Regions from separate parts of the Ovis aries genome. Here region 2 is linked to region 1. A link is a contact called in public Hi-C data. All regions are on one chromosome and are shown on one strand. The core of a region is the stretch at or near the end of the contact, and the rest is flanking DNA. Distances in the headings are between cores, read along the strand shown. Region 1 overlaps MOB3B (MOB kinase activator 3B). Region 2 holds the start of MOB3B (MOB kinase activator 3B).

Evidence for each region. A called contact is a pair of places that touch in the nucleus more often than the background predicts.
Region 2: a contact with region 1 is called in a Hi-C map of hypothalamus, with 6 times the contacts expected there. The contact joins the promoter of MOB3B here to the enhancer-like site in region 1. A contact is called at or near these places in 8 of 16 Hi-C or Micro-C datasets (hypothalamus, liver, muscle and 4 more).

The regions. Positions count from the first base shown.
Region 1 is chr2:96,028,162-96,033,991 of ARS-UI_Ramb_v3.0, reverse strand. All of the region lies in intron 3 of MOB3B (MOB kinase activator 3B), which reads left to right. Among named protein-coding and RNA genes, the nearest start is that of EQTN, 15 kb to the right of the region's middle. Within about 2 kb of position 2,556, at least 10 of the 54 cell types and tissues checked have an H3K27ac peak or open chromatin away from gene starts, as enhancers often do. A contact at or near this core is called in hypothalamus, where this site is marked.
Region 2 is chr2:96,234,200-96,239,918 of ARS-UI_Ramb_v3.0, reverse strand. MOB3B (MOB kinase activator 3B) reads left to right here and starts at 1,732. Exons shown (of 4, transcript XM_004004422.6): 1 at 1,732-1,881.

The DNA.
Region 1 (5,830 bases), core at 1,307-3,806:
TTCAAACTCATGTCCATCGAGCTGGTGATGCCATCCAACCATCTCATCCTCTGTCATCCCCCTCTCCCAGTTTCAATCTTTCCCAGCATCAGGGTCTTTTCCAATGAGTCAGTTCTAAGCATCAGGTGGCCAGAGTATTGGAGTTTCAGCTTCAGCATCAATCCTCCCAACGAACACTCAGGACTGATCTCCTTTAGGATGGACTGGTTGGATCTCCTTGCAGTCCAGGGGACTCTTAAGAGTTTTCTCCAACACCACAGTTCAAAAGCATCAATTCTTTGGCACTGAGCTTTCTTTATGGTCTAACTCTCACATTCATATATGACCACTGGAAAAACCATAGCTTTGACTATACGGACCTTTATTGGTATTGGTCATAGCTTTTCTTCCAAGGAGCAAATGTCTTTTAATTTTATGACTGTGGTCACCATCTGCAATGATTTTGGAGCCCAAGAAAATAAAGTCTCTCACTGTTTCCATTGTTTCTCCATCTATTTGCCATGAAGTGATGGTAGTGGATGCCATGATCTTAGTTTTCTGAATGTTGAGCTTTAAGCCAGCTTTTTCACTCTCCTCTTTCACTTTCATCAAGAGGCTGTTTAGTTCTTCACTTTCTGCAATAAGGGTGATGTCATTTGCGTATCTGAGGTCATTGATATTTCTCCCTGCAATCTTGATTCCAGCTTGTGCTTCATCCAGCCTGGCATTTTGTATGATGCACTTTGTCTATAAGTTAAATAAGCAGGGTGACTATATACAGGCTTGACGTACTCCTTTCCCAATGTGGAACCAGTCTGTTGTTCCATGTCCAGTTCTAACTGTTGCTTCTTGACCTGCATACAGAGTTCTCAAGAGGCAGGTAAGGTGGTCTGGTATTCCCATCTCTTTAAAAATTTTTCATAGTTTGTTGTGATCCACACAGTCAAAGGCTTTGGTGTAGTCAATAAAGCAGTAGATGTTTTTCTAGAACTCTCAAGCTTTTTCCATGATCCAACAGATGTTGGCAATTTGATCTCTGGTTCCTCTGCCTTTTCTAAATCCAGCTTGAACATCTGGAAGTTCACGGTTCGTGTACTGTTGAAGCCTGGCTTGGAGAATTTTGAGCATTACTTTGCTAGTGTGTGAGATGAAAAATGGAAAGTGAAAATTGAAAATGTTAGTCACTGGATTGTGTTGGACTCTTTGTGACCCCATGTACTGTAGCCCACCAGGCTTCTCCATCCGTGGGATTCTTCAGGCAAGAATCCTGGAGTGGGTTGCCATGTCCTCCTCCAGGAGATCTTTCTGACCCAGAGATTGAACTCGGGTCTCCTGGATTGCAGGCGAATTCTTTACCACTGAACCACCAGGGAAGTCTACCCCTGTAGTTGTTTTGACACTAGTGTGGCACCCTTCTCACAGCATCATAATGCTATGAGTCCTCATTGAACCCTTGTCCCTACCTACACTCAGAAGTCACCCCATGTTACCCCATGTTGCCCCATGCGTTTTAGCTGACAATCACAGCATCCTTGCTGATGCCGGCTAACTTTCCCTTTGCTTCTTATCCTCTCTGCTTCTCCAGGAAAACTGCCAGTTCCAAAGGGACTTGCTTTGCTCCCAGTGGGTTAGATACTGAGATGAGGAAATAGCAAAATACCTGCTTGACCTCCAGTGTAGAAACATTGCTGGAGGGAAATGGGTGTTGACAGGATCTGAGGACCCTGAGGGGCGGGTGGATCAGGGATGATTCTGGTGAAGTCCTAGCCCAGGCATCAGCAAGCAGCACGTTGTCTGGAATGGATGGGGGTGCATAGGGGTGGGGTGGGGTGGCATGGTTAGCAGACCCTTGAGAAATGAAATTTTTGAGATGGTCACCATTTTCAACCCACACACTTGTTAAGGAAGGGAAAAATAGCCAACACCAAAGAAAGAAAGGGATAATATGGATACAACTTGGAGGTTTTGAAGTCTTTAAGAAATGGCATCTGTAGGGTGGAGGGCCCACAGAAAGTCGTCTTTCCGACCTGGCTACTGCCCCCACCCAGGGTGGAGAGGGGCGCTAACTGCTGTCAGGAATGAAACAGTCTTCTCACTCATAGTGTTTTACTCACATCCTGGCCCCCAAGTCTGTCCAGAAATGTGGTCTCTGTATTTCACGCTGCAGTTCACCCCCACTCTCTGAAGTCTGTCTTTATCTGCGAGGAGACTGATGACAGGTGAGGCATGGCTGTGCTCCAGGTTAGGGGGCTTCGAGGAACTGGGTCCTGAGGCTGTACCACTGATTGGACTCAAGGAAGCATTTTAGAACAGGAGCGCTTCCCCACCCCCACCCCGGGCCCTTTGGGGTGGAGTCACCGTTTCTCGACTATAACCTCGAATATTGCCTTTAACGTGTTGGTGAAGCTCCGTTATCAGAGAAGGAAAGAGCCGTGTGCGTGTGTGCATGCGCGTGTGTGCACGCGCGTGCCTGCGCTCTGTGAGCTGAGAAGTCATTGACTTCTGCCTTAGTGCCGCATCTGACACTATTCTGTGTGCTTCAAACTACCTCATCGTAGTGGTGGCTGGTGTAGGGAAGGGCCCGCTTACACAAAGGGCTTTTTCACCAAGCTTTGGGCACAGTCTTCTCATTCTTAGCACACTGCTACGCCTTCCACACCCACCTTTCTTTCATCTCTTTGTGTCCTGTTCTTTCTCAATCATGACTTTATTTCCAATACTTCTTCCTCCCCTTTTCTCCTTGTTTCTCAGAATTAGCAGAAAATTGGTGAATTGGAAACAAGAAATTGGCTTTAAAATGCTGTTGCTGTAGGACTTCTAAAGCAAACATATGTTTTATTGTTTTTCAGTTGCTCAATTGTGTTCAACTCTTTGTGACCCCATGAATTGCAGCACTCCAGGCTTCCCTGCCCTCCACTATCTCCTGGAGTTTGCTCAAACTCTGTCTACTGAGTCAGTGATGCGATCCAACCATCTCATCCTCTGTCGTCCCCTTCTCCTCCTGTCCTCAATCTTTCCCAGCATTTTTCCAATGAGTTGACTCTTCACATCAGGTGGCCAAAGTATTGGAGCTTCAGCTTCAGCATCAGTCCTTCCAATGAATATTCAGTGTTGATTTCCTTTAGGATGGACTGCTTTGATCTCCTTGCTGTAAAAGGGATCCTCAAGAGTCTTCCCCAGCACCACAGTTCAAAAGCATCAATTCTTCGACTCTCAGCCTTCTTTATGGTCCAACACATGTTAAAACACTAGAAAAACAAAGAACCTCACTCCTTTTCTTTTATTTCCCCTCCCAGTGGAGTAATAGAAACAGGATTTGTTTGTTTAATTATTTTTGTTTCTGAGTCAAACACATCTGGACTCAAACCTTTATCCTTCCCACTTGCTAGCTATGGGAACTTGGGCAAGTTACTTCAATCCTCTGAGCCTCTGTTTCCTCATCTGTAAATTAGAAAAAGCATTGCCTACTTCACAGAGTTTTAAACAAGAAGTAAATTCCATGGACAGAGGAGCCTAGTGGGAGACAAGTCCATGAGGTTCCAAGGAGTCAGACATGCACTCATAATAAACATAAATGCACACCCCCATAGTAAGGTATCCAGTTTGTATCTCTTTCCAGCTCTCATTTTACAGGGACTTTAAGACCTAATAATTGTTCCTCTTCATTGGATTTTAGTCTAATCAACAAGCATTTTTAAAGCACCTAGTATGTGCCAGGTCTTGTGCACCAGGGTCCAAACAGGAATAAGGCATAGTTCATCTCTTCAAGAACAATGTCTTGCCAGAACTGGGAAATAATAAACTACCATAGAACAACGTGAGAGATGCTCTGGGCACGAAGGGAAACCAAAAGAGGAGCACCTGAGACTTCATGGGGATGAGATGGGAAGGGTGTCCTTGAGGAGGAACAGTGATCAAGAGCCTTGAAGGAGGCTGGAGTTGGGAGGAAGGTGCTTTAGGAAGAGAAGAACAAAGGAAAACATATATATATATATATATATATATATATATATATATATATATATATATATATGGGCATTGTCCTGGATTTCACAGTAGAGAAGGGGAGCTGGAGAGCGACGGCCAGGTGGCTGGGGAGTCCAGACCAACGTTAAATGCTGTAGCTGGGAACTGGTGTGAATGCTGAGAGAGACCTTTAGGTTTTAGGTTAGATGGAGAGTCAACAATGCTAGAGGAATTTTACATGAAGCATGCTGAGGTGACTCTGAGAAATCCTTGTTTGCACAAATTGCCTCTCTGAGATCAACTCGGAGCGGAGTCCACAGGTCAGGAGTTCTGGTGCTGCCATTATCAGCTTTCAGCAAGTCACTTCCTCCCTCTCATGTTCTCTTCACATCTCTGGAATAAAGATGTTGAACAGCAGTCTGTGATTCTGTGATTTTTATCACTGTTTTTTGGAACTTGTTTTTAGAATTCCTAATATTGACTTATTCATATGGCTATGGTAGCATGATGACTGACACTTAGCAAATACCACATTTCTTTATTCCATGTGAAAATTCAATTCCTAAAATGTATGATGGTGTGTAGGGTGTAGTAAACGTCAGTCAGTTGGTTTCTTCATAGTCTCGGTCAGGTAAGAAATAATTTGTGTGACCTGGAATAAATCATTTTACTTCTTTGAACCATTTATTCCCTCCGTGGCCAGTTCTAAAAATGGCTACACTGAGAGATAAGAATAAGCTTTGATTCCTGGAATTTATGCAAGTTTGTTCCATGTATATTAAAAAAAAAAAATCTTTCAAAGGCTGTCAAAGATCTCTAATTTTAAAATGTGTAGATCAGAACAGAAGTGGTAGAGTATCTTAGGCAATAGATATGCTGGTTTCATCTATCACCACTTTTCCTCACAAAGACTAGGCAACATCATTTTAACTTTGTTTCTAGAACTAAATATAATTTCAATTTGGAGATTTTGCCTACTTCTCTTTTTATTTTTTAAATGCCTAGAGCTTGTTTTTTAGGAAAATTTCATTTGTATTTAAAAAAAATCTAGAAAGTATATAAAAGGCAAATACCAAAAACAGAAAATATATATTATTTCATTCACCCAGAGGTGAACTTATTATGCTGGACTCATAATTTGTATTTTTTCCTAAAATAATTGGATCAAACCATATAGACTGTTGGGCTTCCCAGGTGGCACTAGTGATAAAGAACCCCCTGCCAATGCGGGAGATGTAAGGAGGCACAGGTTTAATCTCTGGGTGGGGAGGATCACCTGGAGGAGGGCATGGCAACCCACTCCCGTATTCTTGCTTGGAGAACCCCTTGGACAGAGGAGCCTGGCAGGCTACAGTCCATGGGGTTGCAAAGAGTCAGACACAGCTGAGCAACTAACACTTTCACTTTCCAACTTTATAACTATATATATATATAAAATCACAACATAAATACACACACACATACACACACAAACACACCTTTCTGTTAAGAGTTCATCCATTCACCTTCAGTTGTTTAACATAGCCTATATAGTATTGGAAACTGGAATTTGGTTCTTAATTATTAGTTGGAACCATTCCCCTTCCTTTGTCTTCCAAGTGCCTAAATCAGAATATTTTGATGGTTGGATCTTGAAGGATGTCAAAGTTTGCCAGGCATAGAAGGGCAGAAGGCATTTCTTAGATAGAAGAGACAGCTGGTGAGAAGCTACTAGAAGCCTTATAGAATGGGCTGTTGGAGACCGGGGGAAGATTCTAGTTTGCCTGGCAGGTGTGGTGAGTGGGCGGGGCTTCTATCGGAGGTGGGCAGGGTTGGTGGCTGGGGCTAGGAAGAGCTTTGTTTGCCAGGCTGTAGAGTGTGAAATTTGTTCTGCTGAGAGTAGGGA
Region 2 (5,719 bases), core at 483-2,982, 210 kb before region 1:
CGCCATCCTCTTCCAGTCACCAGCTCACAGGCAGGGAAGCTGGATCAGGAAGATTCATCATACTGACCCCACTCACTGGTGAAAGTTAGCCAGGAAATAATGAAGGTTCCTCCCACCCCCACCAGCTTCACTGTTGCTCCCCATTGAAGGGGCCACTAAGGGGAGGAAGTGGGATGAGGCAAGGCTGAAACCCAAGCAGAGAGGCAGAGACAGTTCCATCAGTGCTTATTGATTAGCATCCAATGTTTTCTTTGCCCTACACATACTCTGCCCGTCTGTGCCCTGGATCTTGAGCCCTTTGTTCGAGAGCAGAAGTTGGCTCTTGATGTTCTTCTTTAGTTTCTGAGACAGAAAAACTTATTTTTCCTCTCTTCTTGACAGAACAGAAAAACTCTGTAACGAGAATTCTAGGGCAGGCAACAGGCTTTTCCCAATTTGGGAAAAGGAGTGAAACAGAAGGACTAGGAAAGGTAAACTAGGGTAATTAAGAGACACTTTCACCCTAATTGTTCTGGATGGGGAAGAAGAGTTGATTGCCATGAGGCCAAAGGACAAAAGGAGCTTTAAAGAAGTGAATGAGGGTTGAGACAGCTTAGAAATGAGATTGCATGAGTCAACAGTGACTCAAAACGCTTCTTAGTTGGATGGGTTTTAGTGTCTGACCATTTTTTCTTCTCGAGTTTGAGTTTTATATTCACAGTCTTCAATATCTTTGCATTGCCAAATGACACAAAATTCAGTGGAATCCTTTAATTCAGGGTTGATATCATTAGACCATGACTATTAAATATTTCTTATAGTATCAGACTTGATATTGCAAAGGATGAGTGTGGGTTTAGAGGTTCTCACTTGGTGGTTGTGGAAATAGCTTTTGGGGGAGAGATGTTTCTCTGTGTAGTCTAGTTTCTACTTAATATCTTTCCATACTTCTTTAAAGCGTGTACTGAGAATTATAAAATGTAATACCTAGTCATTTGGTATTCTTCGCAGTCAATGTGGACGAAGATGCTATTATACGAGGAATAAAAAGATATGGAAGACATTTTTTTTCTGCCTCAGGAGGCTTATATATCATGACTCCTACTATGAACAAAGAATACTTTCTATGTTTAGTTTATCCTTTAGTACCACCCTTGCAGGTAGACGCTGCTCTTCCCAATTTACAGAGAATACTGAGGTTTAGAGGTCATAGACCAATATCACACAAAGAGAAAGGGGCAGGCTGTGGGTTGGGATTCAAGGTCCATGCTCATTTCATTACTCTCAGCTTATTCTAGTGAATTTGCTAGAATCTCGAAGTAGTTTCCAATGATTACTGCTATTCTCTGTCTGGCAGTCCATAGCATTTTTCAAGTCAAAAAACCCTGGAGAAAGTAAGCAATTTCCCCCTCTCTAGGTGCTTTGGATGTGACCGTGGTGGATCCAGAACGCATCCTTTCTGATCTGATAGCTTCCTCCTCGCCCTGGCCAAAGGGTCAATGTTTTTCCCAGGAGGCTGGGAGCCCCGCTCAGACGGTCCATTCCCCACCTCTTTCCGGAGGGAAGATGACCCTAAGGCGACCTGACGTTCCTTCCCAAGGGAGCTGCCGTTCCGAAGGCGGCCGCCAGGGGGTCCCCGCTCCGCTCGCGCCCTCGCAAGGGAGCCGCGCTCCGGGTGCCGGTGGGGGCTGCTCTGGAGCGGCGGCGGCGGCGGCAGCTGGAGCCGGGTGCTCGCTCGCCCGCGCGCTTGCTGAGACCGCGCGCGCTGGCCTGGGAGCCCCGCACTGGATCCGCGAGCGTCGCCCCTCCTGCCCCGAGCTCACCGTCTTCCTCTCGCGCCGCCAGCAGCTGCCCCGGCGCGGGCAGCCGACAGGGCCCCGGGGCTGAAGGTAAAACCCCACGGTGAGTGAGAACTCGCTCCGAGCGCGGGGAGGTGGCGCAGCTCGCAGCCGCTCGCGCCGGGTCGCGCCCGGGCGGTTTAGAGGTGCGGGGCACACCTGGGGCGAGTGCAACAGGAGGGCGGGAGGCGGCGGACCCTGTTTCCCCGCCCGCCCTCCGCCTGCTTCCGGGACTGGAATCGGCCTCAGACCCCTGCCCGCGTCTTGGCTTCTGGCAGCCTCCTCCCGCTCCCTTCCCGGGTTGGAACGAGAGTCCTCCCGGGCTCCGGGGCCTTGAATGTTAAAGGTCTATCAGTGAAATCGTTCTTCTCTTGGGGAGGAGGGGGCGGTACGACTCTGTCCCCGAATCCATCCCGGATCGCAGATGATTGCAGAGTGCATGCTGGACTGTGGGTGGCGGGAAGACAAACTTTTACCAAAGTGCGCCCGGGCAGGGGGACCACGTTTAGGGCGTCTTGGTATTGAAGGCGGAGGCTCGGCTCGGGACTGCTAAGGGGAACTCCGCTGCGTCGGCCGGGTCGCCCCGGGGACTGCTGCTGCTTCGCGGAGGGAGAGGGTGTGTAAAGGGCGTACAAATCCTTCGGAACCCCTGGGCCAACAACTGTCAAACATCTGGAATCCCAGCCCCTCCCTTTCCCTACACTCAGGAAGGTGAAAACCCTTTCAACTTTCCTGATTGCTCCTCCCTGCCTTTGGACCGCTCTGGAAGGGTACAGGGCCGACCCCCGGGGCCTGGCAAGTAAGTACCAAACCGACACCCCAGACTTCTCAAGATCCCCCCTTACCCACCTCCCTGACCCCTCCCAGACGACCGCCTCGCAGGGACCACGCGACAGAGCCGATGGAGATCCAGGCGAATGGCCTTTTGTTTCTCGGCGTTTCCCCTATTGTTCGCCTTTCTAACATCTGGCGGGGCTCTGGAGACAAGGAAGCCCCTCTCGTCCTCCTCCCCCGCCCCCCTACGCCAGCCTCCCGGCCAGCTTGCGCCCGGGAGCCCGCCTGGGGAAGGCGAGGAGCCCGACTCCTGTGGGGCCGCCCCTCCCGGGCCTTGCGGTGAGAGGGCGGAGGGAAAGTTGTGCCTTCCCCGCCTCCTCCGCTGCCTGTGGCCCCGGGCGCATTTCTCAGATCTTATCCCTAGCGCGCGGCGGAGCGCAGATCCAGAAGGTGCCGCTCGCGGGAGAGAGTGGAAGCGAGGTGCTGCCCCAATCCCGGGTGCCCCTTTCCTGTGAGTTCCAGTGGATTCCAATCTCCGCCTAAAGGCGTGTGGTTGGCCCGTTGCCAGGCGGTGGGACGGGATCTGGGCAAGTCTGATAGGCAAACAGTTAAGTCCAAGGCTCTGAGACTAAGGCTCTGAGTTTCCAAGCGCCGAAGGGCAGGCGAGTCTAAGCAGGGCGTGTGTGCAGTGCTGTGCTCAGTTGTGTCCGACTCTTTTGCGACCCCGTGGACTGTAGTCCGCCAGGCTCCTCTGTCCATGGACTTTCCCAGGCAAGAACACTGGAATGGGTTGACATTTCCTTCTTCAGAGGATCTTCCCCATCCATGTCGGGAAGGGTCCTCTTCTGTAACTCGGGTCTTCTGAGTCTCCTGCATTGCAGGCTGATTCTGTATCGCCGAGCCACTCACTAATGGAGATGTAGAAATAACCTAGGAAGCCTCGAGACTTTGCTTAGAAATAGGAGTGAAGTGGCTCCCTCCAGAATGAACTTGGGGTCCTGACTTCGCACAGCGCTCCAGTTTAAAGCCCGGGAACCCTCTCAACATTTGGTAAGAGCAGACATGGAGGACCCAGCACTGACTGTGTAGACGTTACCCAGTCCCTGCGAATCTGTGTCTGGGGACCGAATTCCCCTGTGAGCGCGCCGGTGAGGTTATAACGACCCTATTATTACTCTGCCTTTCCTATCAAGTTGTGTGCTTACACGTGGTGCTTATTCTTAGTGACCGAGGATTATTAAAGACCTAGGACGTACACCTGAAACTAATATAATATTGTAAATCAACTATGCCTCGGAGGATAGAGGGAATAGAATTTGGGCAAAAACGTAGTAGCCATTCTCAGAGGGCAGGGTCCCCAGATGATGCTCCCAGAGTTGCTTAGCTGGTGAGGGGAGACTGTCTATACACCTGTTGGAATGTATACCTGCACATAGCCTTACATATACTGGTGTTAGCTTTTTCTGTCTGACATACAGTCAGTGCCTGTCCCAGGAAGGCTCAGGGAGGCTCTTTTTTTTTTAATCCTTCACTTTTTGATCTGTGCCCCAAGCCAGGGGAGGGAGGAAGCTTCTGTATGAACACCTGTGACCTTGTGCCCACTGGAAGGTTTTAAGTAGACACTGTGCCTCTGCACAGCTACAGGAGTTTGCTTTACCAGAGTGGGAACTTTTGAGCTTCCATTTAATAAAGAAGAACAAAGGAGACCAAGTCAGCAGAGAGGACACACAGAACATATTCTCCAGTAATTTCTGGATGTTACCAGTGGGACCCGCAGAAGAAAGAAAGCAAAATGTTAGAAGCACCAGAAGGGACTTTACAAATACTGCATTATGAAAATGATCCCCAAGGAAGGATTCCTTTGAAATTTAGCAGCAGCAATACTGGAAAAGCAGGAAGCGCCTGAGTTGCTCGAGTGTCTAAAAGCATCATTAACAAAGTGAAAGGGCAATGTCTGTCCCAGTCTACTCCAGTAAAGAAAACAGGGTAATTATAGTGAGAGATAAGCTTGTATGACTTCTTTAATTTTAGAATTAGAAGAAGACCCTCCCCAGCATTGACAAAACAAAAAAATACAGAGGTAAAAATTAAAACAGAAGGAGGGGGGATATTATAAATAAGGCTCCAATTGCTTACATGGATTTCTGGAGATAGGATAACTAGGTCTAAGGGGTTAATGTACTTTTTTTTTTAATGACATTTAAGATTGCTATATTGTTCTGTAGGAAACTTGTGCCAGTTACCATTTCCCTATCAATACATAGGAGTTTTTTCTTCTGTACCCTGCACCCCACTGATACTCTACGTTATCACTTTTTTTTTTTAATCTCTACCAGACTGATGAGAGGGCAGTATCTTATTACCTTCTTTTACATTTCTCTAATCACAAATGAGAATAAACATTTTTCATATTGTCTGTTAGTATTTCTTGTGATTTTTCCAGTTTGTGTCCTTACCTATTTTTCAGTGAGAATATTCTCCTTTTTCTGACTAGTGGTGCTCTTAGTAAAAGCATCCCATTGTGACTTCTGCCCCTGCTGGTACAATCAGACAAGCTTTATTGACTAGAAGTGCTGATTTTCTTTCCTTCTGCATTATTGCAAACATTTGACAAGACTGCAACCATCAATTGCTAAAGTAACTGACATGGTCCCAGGAGAATCATTAAGGAGATCATGCAAAGGCATTATTAGAGAAATTCATGGAAAACATCAAATGTATACTTTCTGCTTTGTAGCTTGCATGTCCCAATTCCTTTATAGCTTGTAATGCTTTTTAAAAATTTACAACACTTACTGATGAGTTATTGTTACTCAATGGATGATATGAACTTGTTTTATTGTCTGATCCTTCTACTGGTAACCAGTATACTGTGATCCACAACTAGTTCTTGTTCTTTTAAACGTTTCTTCTAACTTTTGAACTGAGTTTTATTTTAATACTTTCTCAGTACAACTATGTTGGAGTTTAACTATTCAACTACAGATGAATCTTGAGTCTAAACCATTTAGCAGCATGCTATGAAAACAATAGCAAGTAAAGGCCTTCCAAGAGTTGAACTGGATACTCTCTGTGATGCATTTGGGTAGCCACAATCTCTCTGTTAATTCTTGCTTGAAGGTAGATGA